2 separate regions of the Mus musculus genome follow, and region 1 is linked to region 2. A link is a contact called in public promoter capture Hi-C data. All regions are on one chromosome and are shown on one strand. Each heading gives the region's core, a stretch centred on a gene start, on an enhancer-like site or on the middle of the called end of the contact. The rest is flanking DNA. Distances are from core to core; before and after follow the strand shown. Region 1 holds the start of Nrd1 (nardilysin, N-arginine dibasic convertase, NRD convertase 1). Region 2 holds the start of Ttc4 (tetratricopeptide repeat domain 4).

Evidence for each region. Promoter capture Hi-C pulls out the DNA fragments that hold promoters and counts their contacts.
Region 1: a promoter capture Hi-C map of pre-B cells shows a contact between it and region 2, with 3 times the contacts expected there. The contact joins the promoter of Nrd1 here to the promoter of Ttc4 in region 2.

The regions. Positions count from the first base shown.
Region 1 is chr4:108,998,837-109,003,658 of GRCm38.p6, reverse strand. It overlaps Nrd1 (nardilysin, N-arginine dibasic convertase, NRD convertase 1), which reads right to left and starts at 3,004. Exons shown (of 31, transcript NM_146150.3): 1 at 2,495-3,004. The coding sequence starts at 2,826.
Region 2 is chr4:106,675,742-106,680,621 of GRCm38.p6, reverse strand. It overlaps Ttc4 (tetratricopeptide repeat domain 4), which reads left to right and starts at 1,678. Exons shown (of 10, transcript NM_028209.2): 1 at 1,678-1,869; 2 at 2,320-2,437; 3 at 3,863-4,024. The coding sequence starts at 1,759. It overlaps Mroh7 (maestro heat-like repeat family member 7), which reads left to right. Exons shown (of 24, transcript NM_001126487.1): 24 at 1-205.

The DNA.
Region 1 (4,822 bases), core at 1,755-4,254, 2.3 Mb before region 2:
CTCACAACCATCTGTAATGGGATCTGATGCCCTCTTCTGGTGTGTCTGAAGACAGCTACAGTGTACTCATATAAATAAATAAATCTTTTAAAAAAAAAATCTAGTTCTAGGATCAGCCTAGTCTACATAGTGAGTTTCAATCTAGCAAAAGCTAATAAGAGTCTTGGGGCGGGGGGTGGAAAGGGTGTCAATTTGAAACTTGAGTACATCAAAATAAATAAAAAAATAAATAAATAAATAAATAAATACAGGTGGACAAAAAGGGAAGATGGTGATTTAACAAAGGCCAGCAAACATAAATGCAACAATTTACTCAAAGTAACTTTTAAACATTGTCTTTGTTGTTGTTGGATTTCTGGGGGCTTGGGAAGGTTGCTTTTTATTTATTTGTTTGTTTTTATTTTTGAGATACGGTTTCGCTATATGGCCCTGGCTTTCCTGAAACTCGATCTGTAGCCCAGGCTTGCCTCCTACTCAGGGATCACCTGCCTCTGCCTCCTGAGAACTGGAATTAAAGCTGGATATCACTGCATACATCCAGTTGCATTTTTTTTTAAGTCTTCCTTATACCAAGCTCAGAACTTCATTCAGGCAGGGTTTGAGTCACCATTCATTACAGATGATTGGAACACTGGAAGATTATAAGGGATCTTACAAGTACCCATTCAACCAGTTGAGGTCCAAGTCTTCTCATACATTTTTGGAAGAAGCTATCTAGGCCTTCTGTTTATCACTTCCTACTTTATTCTTTAATCTACTCTAACGTACATACTTCCATTAGGAATCCCATAAATGTTAGGTGCCTCATTTTGCTTCCCCTTCCCCAGGTTGTTTTTTGAACCAGGGTTTTATTTAGTCCAAGCTATATAATCAAGGATGTCTCCTGACTTCTGATGTTCTCCTTCCTCCGCCTCTCCAGCACTGGGATTACCACACCCTATTCGCATTTTAACTTTTTAAATATCTGAATCCTCCCTCTGTAAATTTAATCATCTTTGTATGCCACCCTGGATAAAATGTTATTTGTTGCAGTATATTTAGCCAAGGTGCAGAAATGCTAGTTTGGGACCTGACACATACATTTAGTATTTGTTAAACAACTAGCAAAAAATAAGGTCAACGAATCTCTACCTGAAGCAATCAGAACAGTATCTGAGACTTAGCCATTATTAGGTAACTTTGTATGGACAGGAAAACAACAAACAAACAAACAAAAAAACCACCAACACCTGTACTGAAAATTTAACCTGGGAGGCCAAAACTAAGCAATGTTATTACCTTCAACTTGCTCACTTACAGGTTACAACTACATCTTTGGCAAGAAAAGTTATCCCTAGTTTATAAAGATATCTTGACCCTGACAAACTGACAAAAATTATACTGGGAAATTAAGCTAGTCTTGAAGCTGGGACTATGTCACTACTTTCTGGACCTGAGTGTCAGTTGTTTGTAAAACAGAAGTGGGGGGAAAGTGGAAAAGATGATCTCTAGAATTCTTTCCTTCTTTTAACACACTGCAGGCTTATAATAAGTTTGGAGCTGCAGGCTTCTAACCCAGCACATACTGCACTGGCTTTTGAGTCGGATGGGTAGTTTCATACAAGCTCCAATACTATTTAGCTGTCTAATTCTGAGTGTGTTTCAACGTCTTCAACCAGGAAAACTAAGCTGTAAGATAATAGAAACTATTTCAAATACAAGATATTTTATGAAACAAAGTAACTCTTAAGTTTATTCAGGTGGGGGATTGAGTCACCATTCATTCATTCATTACACATGATTGAAACATTGTATAAAATGGGATCTTACACGCCTACCATTCATACAACTGAGGCCCAAGATATCTCTAATACGTTTTGGAAGAAGTCATCTAGCTAAGCCATTCTAGTTGTGGCTAGCTACCCATGGTTACAAGCCACTCCATCTCAGGCTAGCTAAGAGAGGTAAACAGGAGTGATAATTACGAAAAGGGTGATGTAAAGTTCTTTTATTAAAACCACAGCATCCTTTTCGTAATTTTCACTCTGTTTTACCTCTCTTTACTCATACACCTTTGGATTGAGACTGAACAAAAATAACACACACACACACACACACACACACACACACACACACACATCTCAAATATCCTCTCCGCCAAAATTCAGAATCACTAACTGTCAAGCTTTCCTTACCAACCCTCCTCCCCTTTACCATCCATCCTGTCTTCCTCATGGAAACCTTAATTCTTGCTTTAATATAAGTCAAAAATAGCCGGGCAGTGGCGGCGGATACCTTTAATCCCAGCATTTGAGAGGCAGAGGCAAGCAGATCTCTGAGTTAAAGGCCAGCCTCGTCTACTCCAAATTGCCCTGGCCGCCTCACCCAAACACACATTTGGGATGGGAAGTAGTAACACCCTGTTGCTTCTCCGGGAGACATGGAGACCAGAAGTCACTACAGCACCAACCGAAGCCCGCACCCTGTTCTCCCCAGTCCGAGCCTCCTCCCTCACCGGTACTGCTTGGGATCGCTGGGAGACTTGATGATCTCAGGGTCCCCGACATTACTGAAAGACCGTCCCTCCTCCTCAGATTCATCCGCTCCTAGACGAGCAAGCCGGCCGCTCTCGCCCAAGTCCTGTCCATTGGGCTGCAGGTCCGGGCAACTGCAGGTGGACTTCGCCTTGTTTCTTCCAGGCATGGTCAGCGTAGGAAAGGGTTTCGATGATTCTTCGCACAGACCCCGTGCTTCGATTCGCCCCAGAGCCGTGAGCTCCCGCCCGGCCTCACACCGCAACTTCCTCCCGGTGACACAGACTGCAGCAACCGCGACTCTCCTCAGCATTCACCAGCAAGTCGTAGCGCTGGACATCCCGCTCCCCAGGCCCACCTCCTCCTCCTACACCTCCAGCCACTCCTCCTCCTCCGCGTCCCAGGGGCGACGGCGGCGGCCGGCGTTGTTGCTGCCCCAGCCGCTGGGGAGGACAGGCCTGAACCCCTCCTCCAACCCGGCCTCGCTCACACCGACTTTCTTCATCCCACCCTCCTGACAGCCGATGACGCTATGGACTCTAGCCAATCACAACGCACAACGGCCGTCACGTTTGCAGAAACAGCCAATGGGAGTAGGGGAAGCGAGAGACCAATAGAAATAGGCCGGGTTCCTGGCGCACCCAGAGAGCATTTCGAAACCTGACGTGGGCGGGGCGAAGGAAAAGAGGCGGAGGATGATGGGAGAAGTCTTGCTGCGATTGTGACGTGCGTCCGTAGCTGTTTTTAGGAAAACCGCGTAGCGCTCCGTGTCTGAGAAAATATTCCCCAGCGAGAAAACACAGAAGTGAGTCGCGATAGTGGATGCTGATCTTCTTCACCCACTTGCGGTGTATTTTTTGCACTCTATTCTTAGAGTGACTCAGCGGGTCTCTTTTTTAAAAGAGCAGAGCACCGGAAGTCTTTTCCCACCCTATCCCGAGATGGATGCAGTGCTTGTGGGTCACTAAGCACCGGAAATAACAATTGCATCTTTCCATCCTGTAGGCTGCCAAACCATTGGTGCTTTTCACGCTCCAGATCTGTTTCAATATGCTCACTCTTGTATGCGAATTGTTTATTTTTTTAAGCTTCCACACCCTGGAGTAGTCCTCAGCCTACCTTTAAGTTTGGCCAACTTTTACTGAAAAGCAAGAACATGTTAGGCTACTAACCTCAAGTAACTTTCCCAAGCTTTTTGTTTTTGTTTTTGCCAATGCTTTTGCAGCGACTGGAACAGACACAATATAAAATAAAAAGCAGTTGACCAGATAACAATAAAAAGCTGATAGACACCATTGAATGAGATCATACCACATGGAAGAGATAAACGAAATGAATATGAGTAAACAACAACAACAACAAAAAGACTTTAAGCCGATAGATACATTAGTGGTTGTCTTTCCTGCCTCTGAACCTTTGTGTGGCTGAAGATAAAGCCATACACAAAACAAATCGTTGCCGGTGTGGTAGTCCACACCTTGAATCTCAAGCACTCAGGGAGACAGAGGCAGGTGAATCTCTTTAAGTTCAGGGCCAGCCTGGTTTACAAAGCAGTTCCAAGCCAGCCATGTCTACCTACTAAGACCGTCTCAAAAACAACAAAAAATCCTTGGCTTGAAGTTTAGTTTCTTATGGGAAGAAACTGACCATAAATAATACATTAAAAAAAAAAAACAATAAATGCTAAGACTACAAAACAGGGTAGGAAGACAAAGTATTGAAGAGGATACATGAACTGGGGCAGAAGTATTTGAAAGCATTAAGATTCCGGGCAGTGGTAACGCATGCCTTTAATCCCAGCACTTGGGAGGCAGAAGCAGGTCGATTTCTGAGTTTGAGGCCAGCCTGGTCTACAGAGTGAGTTACAGGACAGCCAAGACTACACACAGAAACCCTGTCTCAAAAAATAAAAAATAAAAGCATTAAGATATCCTGGTTTCAGTACACTTTTAAAGGTTTATCAGTCTTCACGCAACTCCACTAGAGTCCTCATTCAAAGTAGCTTCATTTGCGTCTCTCCAGTACAAGAATGGCTGCCCAGAACATAAAAACACCAATAGTAAGTGACACTGAAGTGTCAGTCTATGCTTTGTACAAGATTAGGGTGTGTGTGTGTGTGTGTGTGTGTGTGTGTGTGTGCTTGCTTTGTACAGGATTAGTCTAGGTGTGATTTTTGACTCTCCAAAACAATAATACCAGAAATAAGAAACGTTCAGCTTCAACTATCAATTTTGTTTTCCTAAGGAGAAAAATAATTTATGCCCTTAATTGCAATTTGCTGGGTTTTCCATAGAGTGGAACTTTCCATC
Region 2 (4,880 bases), core at 429-2,928:
GTCCCTGTAAACGCTATGTGGTCAACCTTTCCATCCAGATGGCTTCCTCACGAGAGTTCCCCCAGTCCCTGTGGAGCCCCCGTGGAGCCCCCCTGGAGCCCCCGTGGAACCCCCGTGGAGCCCCCGTAGAGCCCCTGCGGAGCCCTCACTCTGACAAGTCTGAGAAAAGAGCATGGCCCCCTTGTGCTGATTCACTTCACATTTACAGATGCGTGCGGTCTGTTTTGTTCACTTTATATAACGGGAGACTGAGGCTCAGAGTAGTTAAGTGCGTTGACCAAAGCCACTCAGGGGGTCACCTGGACATCTCAGTTTTCCCTTCCCTGGTGATAAGAGCAGAAGGGTGATGATTTGGGTGGCTCTTGGGGAAAGGGAGTGAGGCGACTTCCCACCTATGACGTCATGCATATTCGGGAACCCTGGTCGCCGAGTCTCACCCTTGACTCGTCATCCGGTTTGCCTAACACTAATGCAAAAATATCCAGAGACATATTTGGTGTTGCCACCTGACAGTGTCAATGTTACTAACAGCTGTTGGGTAAAGAGCGGGTGTCAGGCACACTGTTAAATGCCTTACAGGACATTACAGGCAGGACAGCCCCCACATCCAAATGGTTCCCGGGTTGAAATTTTTCAGAGATGAGCTCAGCGGGAAGCATGGGGACTGTGGTATCCAGAGGTTGTGTGTGTCCGCTGGAATGACTTGCCAGACAAGAGACTTCTCAAGGAGGTTTGGAAAGATGACCACATCTGGTCATCTGTGGGTGCAAAGGTACCCTCAGGTACATGGGACCCTCTTCAAAGTCCCAGTGAGAGGGAACCTGGAAAAAGAGGAGAGATGCAAGGGCCAGGTCCTAAGGCCATGGAGACTGCTGAGGAGGTAGGGGCAGTGGGGAGGCATGGTGGGGGTGCTGAGAAGAGAGATATATGAGCAGATGTCAACTTCAGAAAACTCTTCGTGGGATGTAGGGACCCCGGGGCAAGGCTGGTGGGGCGAAAGATCAATGCAGCTGTACTGAACAAGAACCTGTTACTAGTCAGTAGTGGTGAATGTGTCAATAATCACAGCCCAAGGATTCTACCTGTGGGCATACATCTCGGGGTAATTTTCCCATGGGCCTATGGGGGTATCTGTGAAGACCTCTGTTGTTGTAGTATCCATGAGGTGAGCAGGCAGGCTGGGCACCCATCCTTGTAGGGTAAGCCACATGGAGTTTCACATGTAGTTATAGGTTGTAGGGGTGTATGGGGACCTCAAACCTTGTGCTGCGTGAAGAAAAAAAAAGTATTTGTATGCTCAAAAGTTTTGTTTTGTTTGAAATAGGGTCTTGCTATATAGTCTAGACTGGTCTTGAACTTATGGTTCTCCTATTAAACCTAAGTGCTAGGATTACAGACAAATATCATGTGGCCTGGCTACGAAGTCATCTTTTGAGAACATTTATAGAAAAGACATAAAAGCATCAGGGTTGGAGAGTGGAGATGAAGAGTTTAGATACAAAAGGGAGTTAACCTAACCACGCCCCAAAGCGAGGAGACTAGAGGCCAGGCAAACTCTGCAATGGATGGGTGGGGCTGGGCGAGAGGGAAAGCGCGGAGTCAGGCCACACCTCCAGGCAGGCCACGCCCCCAGGCCGGCGGAACCCGAGAGGCATAGCCTCGCGCAGCCCGGACTGCAAAAGGAAGGGCATCCCTGCCGCCGGAAGGAGCGGCGCGTTTCTTGGTCCCGGGACTGAAGCGCCGAAGTTGCGAGCTGCCATGGAGAGTTCTGAGCCTGAGCCTACAGAGGACGCTTCCATGGACGCGTTCCTGGAAAAGTTTCAGAGCCAGCCTTACCGCGGCGGCTTCCGCGAGGATCAGTGGGAGGAGGTGGGCGGCGCCGGGGGCTTCTGGGGTAGGAGCTTGGTCCTCGAGGCTTGGTCACTGGTAGAAACCGTCCGCCTCGAGGTTTTGCGTATAAGTTGACTGCGTTTAAGACCACGGGGGTTTTGCAGGCAGTCCTGTCACACACCACCACCAGGCTCTACTACCAGGGGTCCCTTAGTTGTTTTACTGCAGCACCCAGGTTAGGGTAAACTTGAAAGGAGATGGTGAAGGTGGTCAGGAACGCGACAGCGCCTAGTTGAAGGTGATTGCTACCACCCATGGAGAGCGTTGGAAATCAGGATCCCACATTTAACACCTGAGAAACTGGATGTCTAGCTCCAGCCAATCCTTAGGATTTGCATATCATGCTCAGCGAGGAAAAAACTTTATGATGTCGTGTCCTGGGATTGGATCTAATCAGTAGACAACGCTAATTGTTCTTTTAAATTCTAGGAATTTGACAAGATTCCCCTATTTATGAAAAAAGCGCCATCAGAAATTGACCCCGAGGAGTTTCCTGACTTGGCCTGCCTCCAGTCGATGATTTTTGATGATGATCGATATCCAGAAGGTATCTTACTGTCACCCAGCACTTCTTTTGTGTCCTTGTTGAGTTGAGCGAAAGTATTATGGCTAACATGTCAGTGTTGACTCCACACATTCTCCTTTGGATGCCTTCTAAGTAAATGTGTACAGTTCCAAGCCCCAGAGGCCTGACTTGGATGAAAAGCCTGATTGCCCTAACAAATCAGGAAGGGTGTGTGATGAGTGCCACGAGGTCCACCACTACTGTAGTACCAGAGAGAGGAGGGGGATTGCTTTTCAGTGAATGACACAATGTAAGAAAAGGAGCAGTGTAATTTTCTCAATAGAAATTAAAGTCCTTCAAAAACTGAGATAAATGTGTGTGTGTGTATGTGTATCTGGAAATTGAACCCAGAATCTCACATATGCTGGGTAAGTGAGCTATATCCCCCCTTCGTAAAACTGTTTGTGTGTGTGTATACGTGTGTACATACTTACAGAGATCAGTGGCTAGCCTTGTGAGGTGGATTCTTTCTTACCATTTCACATGTTCCTCAGGTCAAGCTCAGGTTGTCAAGCTTAGGGGCCAGTGCCTTTACCTGTTTAGCCATTTCTCTAGACCATCTTTAATTCCCCTTTTTAAAACAGCACTTATAGCTGGATGGTGGCCATGCATGCCTTTGACCCCAGGCAGGCAGGCAGGCAGGCAGGCAGGCAGGCAAGCAGGCAAGCAGGCAGGCAGATCTCTGAGTGCAAGGCCAGCCTGGTATACAGAGCGATTTCCAAGACAGCCAGGGCTACAGAGAAACCCTGTCTCAAAAACAAACAAACAAACAAACAAACATATAAACACCAACCAAAAACCAAACCAAACCAGAAATTAAAAAGCACTTAGTAACATTACCTCATAATTTTTTGGAAGTGGTTATGGCATTAAGTTTGCATGGCCTTGTGTTCTATATTGATGCCAATTTTATCATACCATTAATTTGGATTTTTCTTCCTCTGTCAGTTCCATCTCTTTGCTTTATTGTGTATGTGTTAGTCTTTGTTTTGCTGTGCTAGAAGACTGACCAAAATGAATGTGGGGAAGAGAGGGTTTATTTAGGTTCTAGCCCGTCCCTCACTGAAGGATGTGAACTCAAGCGGGAACTGAGAGGCAGGAGCTGTGACAGAGACTGTGGAGTGCTGCTTACTGGGTTGCTCTCCTTGCACTGCTCAGCTAGTTTTTTATATAACCCAGGAACACCTGCCCAGGAGTCGTACTGCCCACAGTGGGATGGGCCCTCCTGTGTCAATCATTAATCAAAATGGAGGCAGTTTTTGTTTGAGGCTCCCTCTTCCCGGATGACTTTAGCTTGTGTCAAGCTGACAAAACCTAACCTGTGCAATATTACATTACTGCATGATAGAGGTTTCCAGTGAGCTTTCTAAAAGGTATGACACGCTGCTTCCTTCCTCTTCTTTGCAGAGCAAGCCAAGACCTATAAAGATGAGGGCAATGACTACTTTAAAGAAAAAGACTATAAGAAAGCTGTGCTTTCATACAGTGAAGGGTTGAAGAAGAAGTGTGCAGACCCTGATTTGAATGCTGTCCTGTATACCAACCGGGCAGCAGCACAGTACTATCTCGGTATGTAATCATGGCTCAGTTAGCTCTCTTGTATGTGTGTGCATGTGTGCGTGCGCAAACGTGTATGCACACACATGCGTGCAGGGTAGAGGTTAACCTGTCATTCTCAGGAGCCATCTACCTTGTTTTTAGAGGCAGTCTCTCATTGGCCTGGAGCTTTCTGAGGAAGTTAAGCGGGCTGGCCAACAAGCCCTGAGAATCCATTTGCCTCTACTCCTCCCAAGCATATGGTGTTACAACTAGCATTTTATGTAGGGACTAGGGGTTGAATCAGGTCCTCATGCGTGTACAACAAGCACCTCTGGGAGGCAGAGGCAAGCGGATCTAGGAAATTTCTTAAATTGGTCCCTTTCTTAATTCTTTGTGCTCTTTTCTATTGTTTGGAGATTGTGGCTGCTGGTGCTCTCAGTACCGAGTGAGAGAATGGCTTAGTTCTTCCTTACTGAACCACCACTGTGCTCAGGGGCTCCAGTCCAGACATTGTGGTTTTGTGTCTGCCTGAAATAAACCCCGAGTCCCCCACCAGCTTGGCGGTGCTGGCTTCTGTCAGTAGTGGAGGGTAAGGCGGCGGCTGGAAGTCTGATGGCCTTGCAGTCTGCCTCCACTCCCATTGCAGAGGCCCTCGGTGCCTTTGTCCTTGTGTAGTGTGGCTTGGTAGCGCAGGGCTTTTCCTCTGCTTTGTTTTTAAATCCATCTCTTTGCTTTACAGCTTTCATTATATACTCTGTGTTCTGAGTGCTTTTGTGAGTGTCTAGGACCTGTAAATCTCAGCTACCTGGAGAATGATGCAGGGGGATTACTTGAGTTTGAATTCAGCCTAGACAATGTAATGGAACTATTTCTCAAACCACCATAC